Linked DNA regions of Anas platyrhynchos: region 1 is linked to region 2. Evidence: chromatin contacts called from public Hi-C data. All regions are on one chromosome and are shown on one strand. Each heading gives the region's core, a stretch centred on a gene start, on an enhancer-like site or on the middle of the called end of the contact. The rest is flanking DNA. Distances are from core to core; before and after follow the strand shown. Region 1 has its middle 10 kb from the start of LCA5. Region 2 overlaps LOC140002230 (a long non-coding RNA gene).

Evidence for each region. A called contact is a pair of places that touch in the nucleus more often than the background predicts.
Region 1: a contact with region 2 is called in a Hi-C map of F1 follicle, with 3 times the contacts expected there. The contact joins two enhancer-like sites. A contact is called at or near these places in 3 of 8 Hi-C or Micro-C datasets (F1 follicle, skeletal muscle and subcutaneous adipose tissue).

Annotation. Positions count from the first base shown.
Region 1 is chr3:86,389,694-86,395,273 of IASCAAS_PekinDuck_T2T, reverse strand. No RefSeq gene overlaps it. Among named protein-coding and RNA genes, the nearest start is that of LCA5, 10 kb to the left of the region's middle. Within about 2 kb of position 2,188, at least 1 of the 8 cell types and tissues checked has an H3K27ac peak or open chromatin away from gene starts, as enhancers often do.
Region 2 is chr3:86,309,073-86,314,090 of IASCAAS_PekinDuck_T2T, reverse strand. LOC140002230 (a long non-coding RNA gene) reads right to left here. Exons shown (of 5, transcript XR_011808483.1): 1 at 4,008-5,018; 2 at 9-110. Among named protein-coding and RNA genes, the nearest start is that of ELOVL4, 44 kb to the right of the region's middle. Within about 2 kb of position 2,145, at least 1 of the 8 cell types and tissues checked has an H3K27ac peak or open chromatin away from gene starts, as enhancers often do.

The sequences.
Region 1 (5,580 bases), core at 939-3,438, 81 kb before region 2:
AAGGTCATTTCCAGTCCTGGCTAGCCTCTGTGTGGCAAAGACAGCCATGTACCTAGACCAGGACGATAATTAGGTACTGACTGGCTGAATGTAATGTGTAACAAAACTCACAGTAGGATATACCATGCATGATATACAAGCATTAACATGACCCAGCAAGGCACCACTGTGGCAAAGGCAGCTGTGGCATCTGGGGCTGTGGGATGGGGAATGGTGGCAGCAGGCCGAGGGAGGTGATCCTCCTCCTCTGCTCAGTACTGGTGAGATGCACCTGGAGTGCTGGGGCCAGGTCTGGGCCCAACAGGATGAGGGAGATATGGACAGATGGAGAGAGTCCAATGAAGGGCCACCAAGGTGAAGAAGGGACTGGAGCACCTCTGCTGTGAGGAGAGGCTGAGGGCTGGGGCTGTTCAGCCTGGAGAAGAGGAGGCTCAGGGGGATCTTGTCAATGTCTGTATCTTGCTGATGGAGGAAATAAAAGAAATGGAACCAGGCTTTTTTCAGTAGCACCCAGTGACAGGAGAAGAAGCAATGAGCACTCTTTGAAATACAGGAAATTCTGTTTAAACGTAAGAAAACACATTTTACTCTGCAGGCAGTCAAACACAGAAAGTTTGTCCAGGGAGGCTGTGGAGTCTCCATCCTTGGAGATGCTCAAAAGCTGACTGGACGTGGTCCTGCTCGAGCAGAGGGGTTGGACTAGGTGATCTCCTGAGGCGCCTTTCTACCTCAGCCATGCTGTGATTCTGTGACACCAGGATGTATATGACGTTCAAGGAGTGCTGGGGCTGACAATTTACATTGCTGGATAATTCCTTCCAGTGATACAAGTTGGTAAGCAATTGACAATATTTTGCTCCTTGCCACTCTGCCTCAGTTAAAAGAAATCTGGGGGTTGTAGTTAGCTTTGCTTGTGGGGCATAGGGCGAGGTGCTTGCATAGGAGAGAAGCAATCTTTGAAGACAGCAGTCCTAATAAGATCCTTCATAGTTCAAATTCTTATGTATGCAATGTTTTGATTAGGACATTTCCTTGTGGTATCAGCACCTGAGTGCTATTGATTAACCTGTTGGGATTTCTTCTAATGGTGTTCCTTCTCAATGTCTTGCTGCGTTTAAGCACTCAGCCCCATATCTAAAAATTTAATTACATTTTTTTTTTTTTTTCTCCTTAGATGCATAAGATTGTATTTGGATTAATATTTGTTTTAACAAAAATGGACATTTTTTGAATCTCAACAAATGACTGATCAGTTTGGGTCATAAAACCACTGCCTTTGCTATTTTCCACACTATCAATTTGTGTGTCATAATGCAAATTGTATGTGCAGTAATGCTATATTTTCATCAAGGTCACTGGTAAAAATGTTGAGAAGATTCATGCTAAAACAGACCCCTCTAGGAGCTCACAAAATATGCAGCCCCCTGGAATTAAAACACTTTGGTTATAGAATATTGTTATGACCTGGTATTTGATCAGTTTTTAAAAATTATGAAATATGTTAATGTCATTTTTGGTTAGAGTTTTCTTGTTTGTTTGTTTGTTTTTTAACTAAAGATTATATCATATGTTTGGTAAAAGCACTATTCCAACAACAATCTCCTTTATCAGTTTAATGCTTAATCTCAGTGAAACAGTATCAAATTTGTTTGACAGTCTGAGTTCCCGGGAAACCACGTCAACTGATACTAATAAATCCATAATCCGTTAATTCTTTCATTAGTACCCCATATCAGCAATTCTATTAGTTTGCTTGACATCACTTGCTAGCTAGTAGCTACCCAAACAATTATAGTATTAAAATACTGGCTCAACGTTAACTTTTCCTATGAAACGCCTGATGTTTAAGTTATTGATGTACAACCACCAAGTGACCCGACAACAGCACCACATAATTCCCTCCCATAATATGTTTGGGGTTTCTCAACTGCTTTTCCATTTCCTTGGAGGCATCGAAACATCTTTGCCGAAATGCTTGGCGATGGAGGTGCTGCCCACCCTGGGGTGCTGAAGCTCCGTCCATCCCTGATGCTGGCATGAGCTGAAGCCTCTCTTCCCCACTCGTCCTGCGTTGGGGCTGATGTCCTTCAGGCCTGCACACCTCGGTTTTCCTCCCGAGGACCCCAGGGTGGTAGGGACAGAGGCAGGGCCAGCGGGCGAGCAGCAGTGTCGCGCCGATGCTCTAGGTGGAGCTTCAACACTGGCGGAGGCACCGCACGCCAGGAGCCAGCGGCAGACCTGCACGGCCTCCTCCTCCTATTCCTCCTCTTCCTTCTCTTCCTCCTCCTTTTCCTTCTCTTCCTCCTCCTCCTCGGGACTGCAGCAGGAAAACCAGCCACTGAAGGCAACGGGAAGGGATCTAAACCATCTCTGTTTATCTTCTTTTAAAATTCGCATGCTTCTGGCAACCAGACGCTGCACATGGAGGAAGTTTTCATGGCACTAATTCCTCACAGAGATACTTTTAAGAGTCCTCTAAACTATTTTGACCATCTCAACCATGTATCTTACACATATGCCCCAACAAGTACAACCACAATGCTCTCAGACATATGGTCTGATTTTCGGGTTGTCCTGTGCACAGCCGGGGTTGAACCTGATGATCCTTGGGGGTCCCTTCCCACGGTGGTCAAACCCAGGAAAAGGCTGCCCAGAGAGACTGCAGAAATTTTGTTCTTGGAGATAGTCAAAACTTGACTTCACACAGTCCTGGGCAACCCTGTCCAGTTGTCCTTGCTTGGAAGCCATTACATGACCTGCAGAAGTTCCTTCCAAGCTGTATTCTCTGTCAGTCTCTGGTTCCAAAATTGTGTGGCTGTTTCCAAACTGCTAGCATGCATACCTGTGCTATCTCCCAAACTATCTACAAGAATTGCTCGGGAGAGTCCAGGCTGACCAGGGTGAAAGCCATGCCCCTGGCTCTGGCTAAAATTTCACAGGGAAGGAGACCAAGCTCCTGGACTCTGGAATGGTTTAAGTGAATAAACACAGTTTTCAAAAATAGAGGGGTAAAATATAAATATGGAAAATAAAATCTCTGCTTTATTTTAATGCAAATAATGTTACCATGTTCGTTCCATTAATTTAATTTGTATCAATAGTTACACATGTGAAATCTCAGGATACCTATCGGACAGGTATCACTTAAGGCTTTTGCACACTGTTACAACTTTATGCAAGTAACTTTTTATTAGAAGTGGTATTTCATTTACACTTTGGAGATTCAAAACCCTTTATGAAACTGAGGACTTGTATTTCAGAACCGAACTAAACAGTTCTTACAGTGTTTGACAGTTTTTCCGTAATAATCCATATACCTAATTATTTATTCCCTTATCCACGTTAAGGTTCCTTCATATTAAGGTTTATAGAAGATGAGCATAAAGATTGCCCAATTTTCTGTGTACAGAAGACATTATTTACTATATACATATATTTAAGCAGGTTTCTTGGAGACCTGGGAAAAAAAGATTTTTTCCTGTGCCTTCTAGGTTCCTGGTGTCAGTCCTGCAGGAGGAATATAATCCAAAAGAACTGAAAATGCCTTTCTCTGTTTAATCTATTAGCCACTCAGCTGTATGATGTATTATCTGACACACAGAGATAATCAGCTTAGCTGCTCACAATCATATTAAATATGTTTAGTTTAGCCTAATTCTGCAGGGCACCACGAGGAGACACCCTGCTGTCCATCTGGAACCCTTTAGATATCTGCACAGCTTTGTACGGAGATGGGGACACTGCCATGTGGCTCATGGCCTTGGAGGTAAATATACTGTCCAATTGCCTGGTCCTTCCCTCTAGCCTAAAATACTTTCTTCAGCTCCTGTTCATGCACATAAGAAATGAAACATTCAAGTGAGTCCATGCCCTAGAAAACAAAAATATCCCTGTAGCAAATCATCCAGAAGTTTGTAGGTTATAACGGAACTGCCTTGATGTCTTGTTTAATGAGCTCAGATGGAAAAATACATGTCATTTTCAGTACTTTAAAAATATATCCTTTTAGTATTTTGTTGATAGTTCATTGGACTTTTGACAGTTGCATCTACTTGGATTCCCTCTTTAATGATTAGTAAAATTAATGGCACCTTGAATAATTTGATTTCTCTTCAGCCTGCTGAAAGCCCCAAAGCTCCAACTAATACACAGGTGAGGTAGCACTCACTGCCTCTTTCTGACACCTCTCTGAGGTTGAAGGGATAAAGACTCTGTAATGACAGATCCTCTAAGCTACCTCTCCACCGTGGCTCCCACTGTTACTGGCACAGATGCGTGGACTCCTTTTGCTGTTCGGGGAGCTCCATCTGCAGCTCAGTAATCACAAGCTGAATCTTAACCAATAGATATAAATAGATTTGATGTGGATAATGAACGTGATAGTCATCCCTAGACAGCCACTGCCAAAAAAACAGCAAAATTCTTTAAAAAATATAATCCAATTTCTTTGGGAAGTGGGAACAAACTGAGGTGGAAAGAAGCAGCTAAGGTAAACACAAACTCAAACACAGTGTTGTCTAAATATTGTCTAAATTAAATAAATACAGCATCAGCTAAAATGCAGGTCTACTATTATTGGCATTTTACCCTGAAGTACGAATTGGTGTATACGCTTGTGGCAGGAAAAGGAGAACAAGCACAAGTTTCTCCATGTCTGGCTTGACTTTCTATTCATTTTTTGCATATTTTTGAACACAACCACAATTCTCAGATCATCAGCTTTAAAAAGAACAAAAAAAATCAGCTCAGGCTTCTCTGTAAAAAATTCTACAATGTCACAGAAGTCTATTTTAAGGGGAGTCCTTGTACTCCTTTTGATGGCAAATTACATTTGACACTGGAGTTAAAGGTTATATGACCTCAAACAAGATGGGTGCCAGCACTGAGGAAACTGAATAGAGTTATACAATTTCCACAGGTTTTAAAATTAACCTCATTGCATGATTGGCTTACATTTCTAATCCAGTATAGCAGACTAAATATATCCTTTGAAGACAATTTCTTTCCATGCAAATAACCACTGCAGGCTAAAAATGAGTAAAAATGTAAATTAAGAAAAATGTTAAATTAAATTATAGAGAAACTGTCATCTTGCTGGAATATTGACCTGAAATTGCACAAATAGAAGACAACTGCAAGAGAGAGAAAGCAAAAGGGAAAAAATAAATGGAGAAATTAGAATGTCTGAATATATATTTATAGAGGAAGAGTTTCTGATGCTGTCAGCAATTTCTGTCAAAGATCTACCTTCAGAGGCATCGCTTTTAGCTTTCAAACGTTGCATGTTTTATTACTGCATTTTAATCATTAACTATGAATGGAATCCCTGGATGATCCCTAGAAGCTATGAATCATTTATTATAACTAAAAATAAAATCTTATTTTCTCCATTAAAATAAACAAATATAAAATAGTTTCCAAAAATCAGGACAGCAAATCCTTTAGAAAAACAACAACAACATCAACAACAAAAACTAATATGTAAGGAAATGCTATAAATCAATACTACAAAAACAAACAAACAAACAAAACCTACAAGGTCAGAGAAAGAACCAAAAAGTAGGGAGCTGAGATTAAGAC
Region 2 (5,018 bases), core at 896-3,395:
ACTCCTACCTGTGAGCAGGCATAAGCTTCAGGCAGGATCTGTTTTAGGCAGGTGATGTGCCAGTGCCTCCCAGGACAGCAGGTGTTGCTGGATTGCTTGAGTGCCTATGGCTTAAAGATAAGTTTTTGGAGGGATGGGGGGGGGGGAGGGGAGAGAAAGAAAAGAAAAAAAAAGTTTTTCAAGGTTTGAGATCTGGCACAAGATAAAAAGCCAAAGCTAGACCCAAATGGGAGGGTAATGGCCCAAAATATTTAAAAAGACAGTCCGTGAAGGAACAGCGGAGACAAAGCATCAGGGACTGACCACAGCCCCCATTCCCCGTTCCCCTGCACCACTCGGGGGGAGGAGGTGGAAGAAGGAGGATCAGGGAAAGGTCTTTTTAGTTTTGTTTATTTGTTTGTTTTTGTTTTGTTCTGTTTCTCACTGCTCTAGTTTGTTAGTAATAGGCAATACATTTCTCTAATCTCCCCTATGCTGAGTCTGTTTTGCCCATGACAATAATTACTGAGTGATCTTCCTGCCCTTATCTCAACTCTTGAGCCCTTTCCATTGTATTTTCTTCCCCTTTGCCATTGAGGAGGGGGGGTGTGAAAGCAGTTGTGGTGGAGCTCAGCTCACTTTTGCCTTCCTCTTCTTGCTAAAAAGGATTTTGGGGTGCCATCCACTGGGACCTTTGGTCATTGTGTCTGCTGTTCTCTGCCTTGGGTAGATGTGATCACACACTTCTGCACGCTGCGGCTTAATGGCTAGGACAACAAGGCTCAAGCCACTCCAGGGAAAGAGGGACCTCCAGGAAAACAAGAAAAAAGGACTCCAGGATGGCTACAGTGACACCCTCGCCCCACAAGCCTGGCCCACTGGTCCCATGCAGGACCATGAACAGCACTGATAACACCTGAAATTTCCCCATCGTGGAGCATCTCAGGGAGGGTCTGTCAGCCCAGGTGGCAAATCACTGCCCCCAAAGGCTGTTTGGGATCCCACAACAGACCCTAACCTGAGACCTGACTTCAAGGCATTGGACAGAACAGGTTAAGTGAGAAAAATGCCATTAGATCTTTAAAAACAATATTGGTGAGCAGCCCTGAGCTGTGTAACAGAAAGAAAGCCCAGCACACGGCTCCGATAATCCTGTGATATTTTGAAGAAATCGTGCCCCCTGCTGATTTAATTAGTTTTTTTGTAGCTTCGGCTCTAAACCTGGTGAGAACATTCAAACATACTGATTAGCGTTCAAGGTCAATAACTCAGATGTCCTGCTGGATAGTAAAAATCTTCTCTTTCAACCCTGAAATAAGATGCTTATTATTGATTTTTTGAAAGTAGAAGGCAAAAAATGAATGGCATATCCTTTCAGGGACAGCTTTTTCGAGACCATTCCTAGCATTTTACATGCCCTTTGTAACATTTAATGGAGAAATAAAAGCCTGGAATAATAATATGAACAGAAATTCATGACTAGGGAATTCTTCAGGTTTATAAAGCCTCCGTGGATGTATGTGACTTAGCTGCATGTTAAAATCACCTCATCTTCTAGCCTGCCTACAAAGGACATTTATCAGCCACCCATTTAAAATAATCACGAGTGATTAGCACAATAAAAATAGATTGCCCATGGAACAGCGATCACTGTTGTTTTATGAGAGGATTGCTTATACTCCGATATCAACTGTGTCAATGGCCAGCAGTATAAAAAATACGTGTTTTTAGAAAACCTCAGCTGTGTCAAACCAGCTGGCACCGAGGTCACCCCCAAAGCTTCTCCTCTCGAAGGTCAGACAGCAAAAGTGGGAAAAAGGGGAAGGAAACACAGTGGTGTACTGTCTGTCATGACTGACTTGGGGCCCCAACCCCGGCCAGCCCTGGCATGCAGCGGGACTGGACACCAGCTCCTGCTCTGGGCAAGGGGCCACCAAAACCCACCGGGAATACAAATTGTCCCGTTTCCATCTGACGGGTTGGAGAGGTGGTACAGCGATGTTCGTGCTGGATTTGAGATAGTCCAAGCCTCCTGTCACCTCAGATCCTGCCTGCGGGTACCGTGCTGTCCCCTGCTATTGTTAATGCCACTGTCAGTGACATTTTCTTTCGGCTCTCCTCCTGCAGTCGCCGGAATACAAACCTCCCTTCACTGGAAGGTCATTGAGTACCCTCTAGTGGATATTTTTGGAAAATATATCTCAGCCATTTATCGGTCTCTCGAGAGTTAGCAGCAGCTCTCTGGAAAACCTTGTATTTATAGTTAAGATACACAGGGGATGGATTACAGTAAGTACAGCACATACTAAAAGTTGCAAAGACAAGAGCTCCTTCTCTTTAGTGAAATCAAATATGAAGGGCAAACAAGATTAAGAATCAATACTTCAGAGAGAAACTGCTTGTTTTTTGAACTGGTAAATGTGGTAACACACAAGGGGAAAATACCTGTAAGGAAAGATCAATCTGCCACTAGCATCCATCTTCAGGTTTTGGGGTAGCGTGGGCTGGCACTGGGTCCCTGGCATACAGTCACCAAGGACAGGCTGGAAATCACTGCTCCTGGGAGGAGCAGGGACACATCCTCCTCACTCTTTATAAATTTGTGTTATTAATCACCCCTTTTTCTAATTAGCTAATGCATTTAAGATCTTTGCCTCCCACAAACTGTACGTGGGAGCCTTCACAAACAGCCCAGCTCCCTCCCAGCCGCTCCCTCACTTCTCCTTCTCAGCAAGGCAGGGGGTGAAAATGGGATGAAAAAACACTTGTGTCAGGAGAAAGACAGGGCGATAAGGTAATTTACCAGTTACCATCATGGGCAAAAACAACCTGACCTGGGGAAAAATAATGTCTTACCACCTAAAATAGATTTGGACAGTGAGAAACAAATGTTAAATTGTCAACTTTCCTTCCCCTGTTTTCCAGACTCAGCATCACTCCCTTCCCAAGTGCTCACAGGGAATGGGGGCTGTGGTCAGTCCCTGATGCTTTGTTTCCTCCACTCCCTCGTGGTCACGCTCTGCCCCTGCTCCCCATGGGGTCCCTCCCATGGGATGCCATCCTTTGGGATAACCCTGGGCACATGGTGCCTGCAGCACCCAGCGTGCCTCTTCCTCCCCGTGTCCTCCTCCTCCCCAGACCTTGGTTCTCTCTCTGTTATTCCTCACTCCTCCCATCCTCCTCTGCCCACCCAGTGCTTTCTGCCCTCAATTACAATGCTGCTGAGATGCCACCAGCCTGGCGGATGGGCCTAGCTGTGTGCAGCACAGGTCCGCCCCTGTGGCACTGCCAGCACCTGGACCCCCTGTGCAGTGGGTCAGCAGCAATTCCAGATTTCCTCCCAGGCCACAGAAGTTAAAACCGAATGGCAGGGAGTAGCAGCCACCCGAGGAGGAGCCTTGCACCACTGACACCTCTCCTGCCACAGCCACTTCTTCAGCTCTACCAGCCACTGGCCCGTTAAGGCGGCCGCCTCTGACACGCCTCACCGATAAGGCTTTTGCTGAAGCGTTGCACGGTGCTCAGCCAGCAGTTTTGTGGAAGAACAGACATCTGTCTACACCCAGTGCTGACCTGCAATCAAGAATCCCATGCCTTGCTCCTCTCCATCCCATCGAGCAGCATTCATTTCTGTTCCTGCCATTTATCAGCCGAATCCCCCTATCAGCAGCCTCATCATTTTGCCTCGGGTTGATGTCAGACTACACGTCTCACAATTACCAGGCTCATCTTTATGCCCTTTTAACAGTGGCCTGATGTTAATACCCTGTAAGGTTTCAGTAATTTTCCTTGTATACCTGGATGTATTCTCAATGAAGATAAGTGGGCCAATTATCTCCTAGGCAGACCTTCCAGATCTCCTGAGTATGTAGCAAGAATTAAACATGTTTATGTGATAAATGTTTTTAATATCTTCATTTACCATTTCTTTTATATGTCACTTACATGATTTTTCTCTCATTTTGCTTGAATTGAATATACCATCCTGTTTCTTTCTAAATATATTACAGAAACATTAAAAAACTTACCTTTCTTTACCTCTTCTCCATCTCCTTCATAGGGAGTTGCTGTGGCTGCTGCCCGCTGATTTTTGGGGAGGTCCATCGGATTTTGCTGAATTTTGTGAATTCTCATTTCTCTCCTGGAGCACAGGATCCTCAGTGGCCTGCTGGATATTTTGCAATGGTACAGTGCCTCTGGTGGGTTAAGAGATTTCTGGATCCCTCCTGGTCGTATAGTGCCAGTTCACCTCCCTTTTTAATGACATCTTTTGTTGGGGAGATTTTGACTGTGGTTTCTGAGGCTGGACTTCTGACGTTATTCTTATGCTAGTCACTGGTCACTGCTGAGCTTTAGTTTCTGAATCACATGGTGGATGTGGTTTTGCTTTCACTGGGAATCACCAGTATTTCCTGCCAGCCGTTGACTGTCCATTCATCATGATTTAATGCTGAATATATCCTATAGGTACAAGAAGAGCCAGTTTAGCCCCAGATCCTCTGTGTAACCTCCTACCTCTGCTCCTCCACAGCCTGCCCTGTCTGACAGGAGCTGGCACACCTCCACCTCCTCGGCCCTGTCCCTGTTTTGCCCAGGCTTCCAAGCAGTGAGCATTAGCTGAGGACACATCTTCAGAAACAGGCAGGGGTTATCTGAGGAGCTTTGCTTTCATTTGGAATTGACCCCAGTCTGAGCAGAAGGACGTCTTGAGCCAAATTGTCTCTGACCCTGTGCAAAAAGTATATTAAGTGGGAAGATAGGCGACAGTACGAAAAAGAGGCTGGAATGGGCTGCAGGATGAGATACAAGACATAATTATATTATTGCAAAAAATAATGTTTTTTTTTGTTTTTTTGTTTGTTTGTTTGTTTCCTTTGCTGCAAAAGCTCAGGCAGGTGGTGCCACGGCTTGCTCTCCCCTGTCCCGAGTCAGGGTGCTGCTCTGCCTCCCAGGGCAGGGCACACAGGCAAGTTTCACCTTAGAAACCACAGGGACTTAAAAGGAAAATGCTGAAAGATGGGTGCAAGAGAGGATATGTG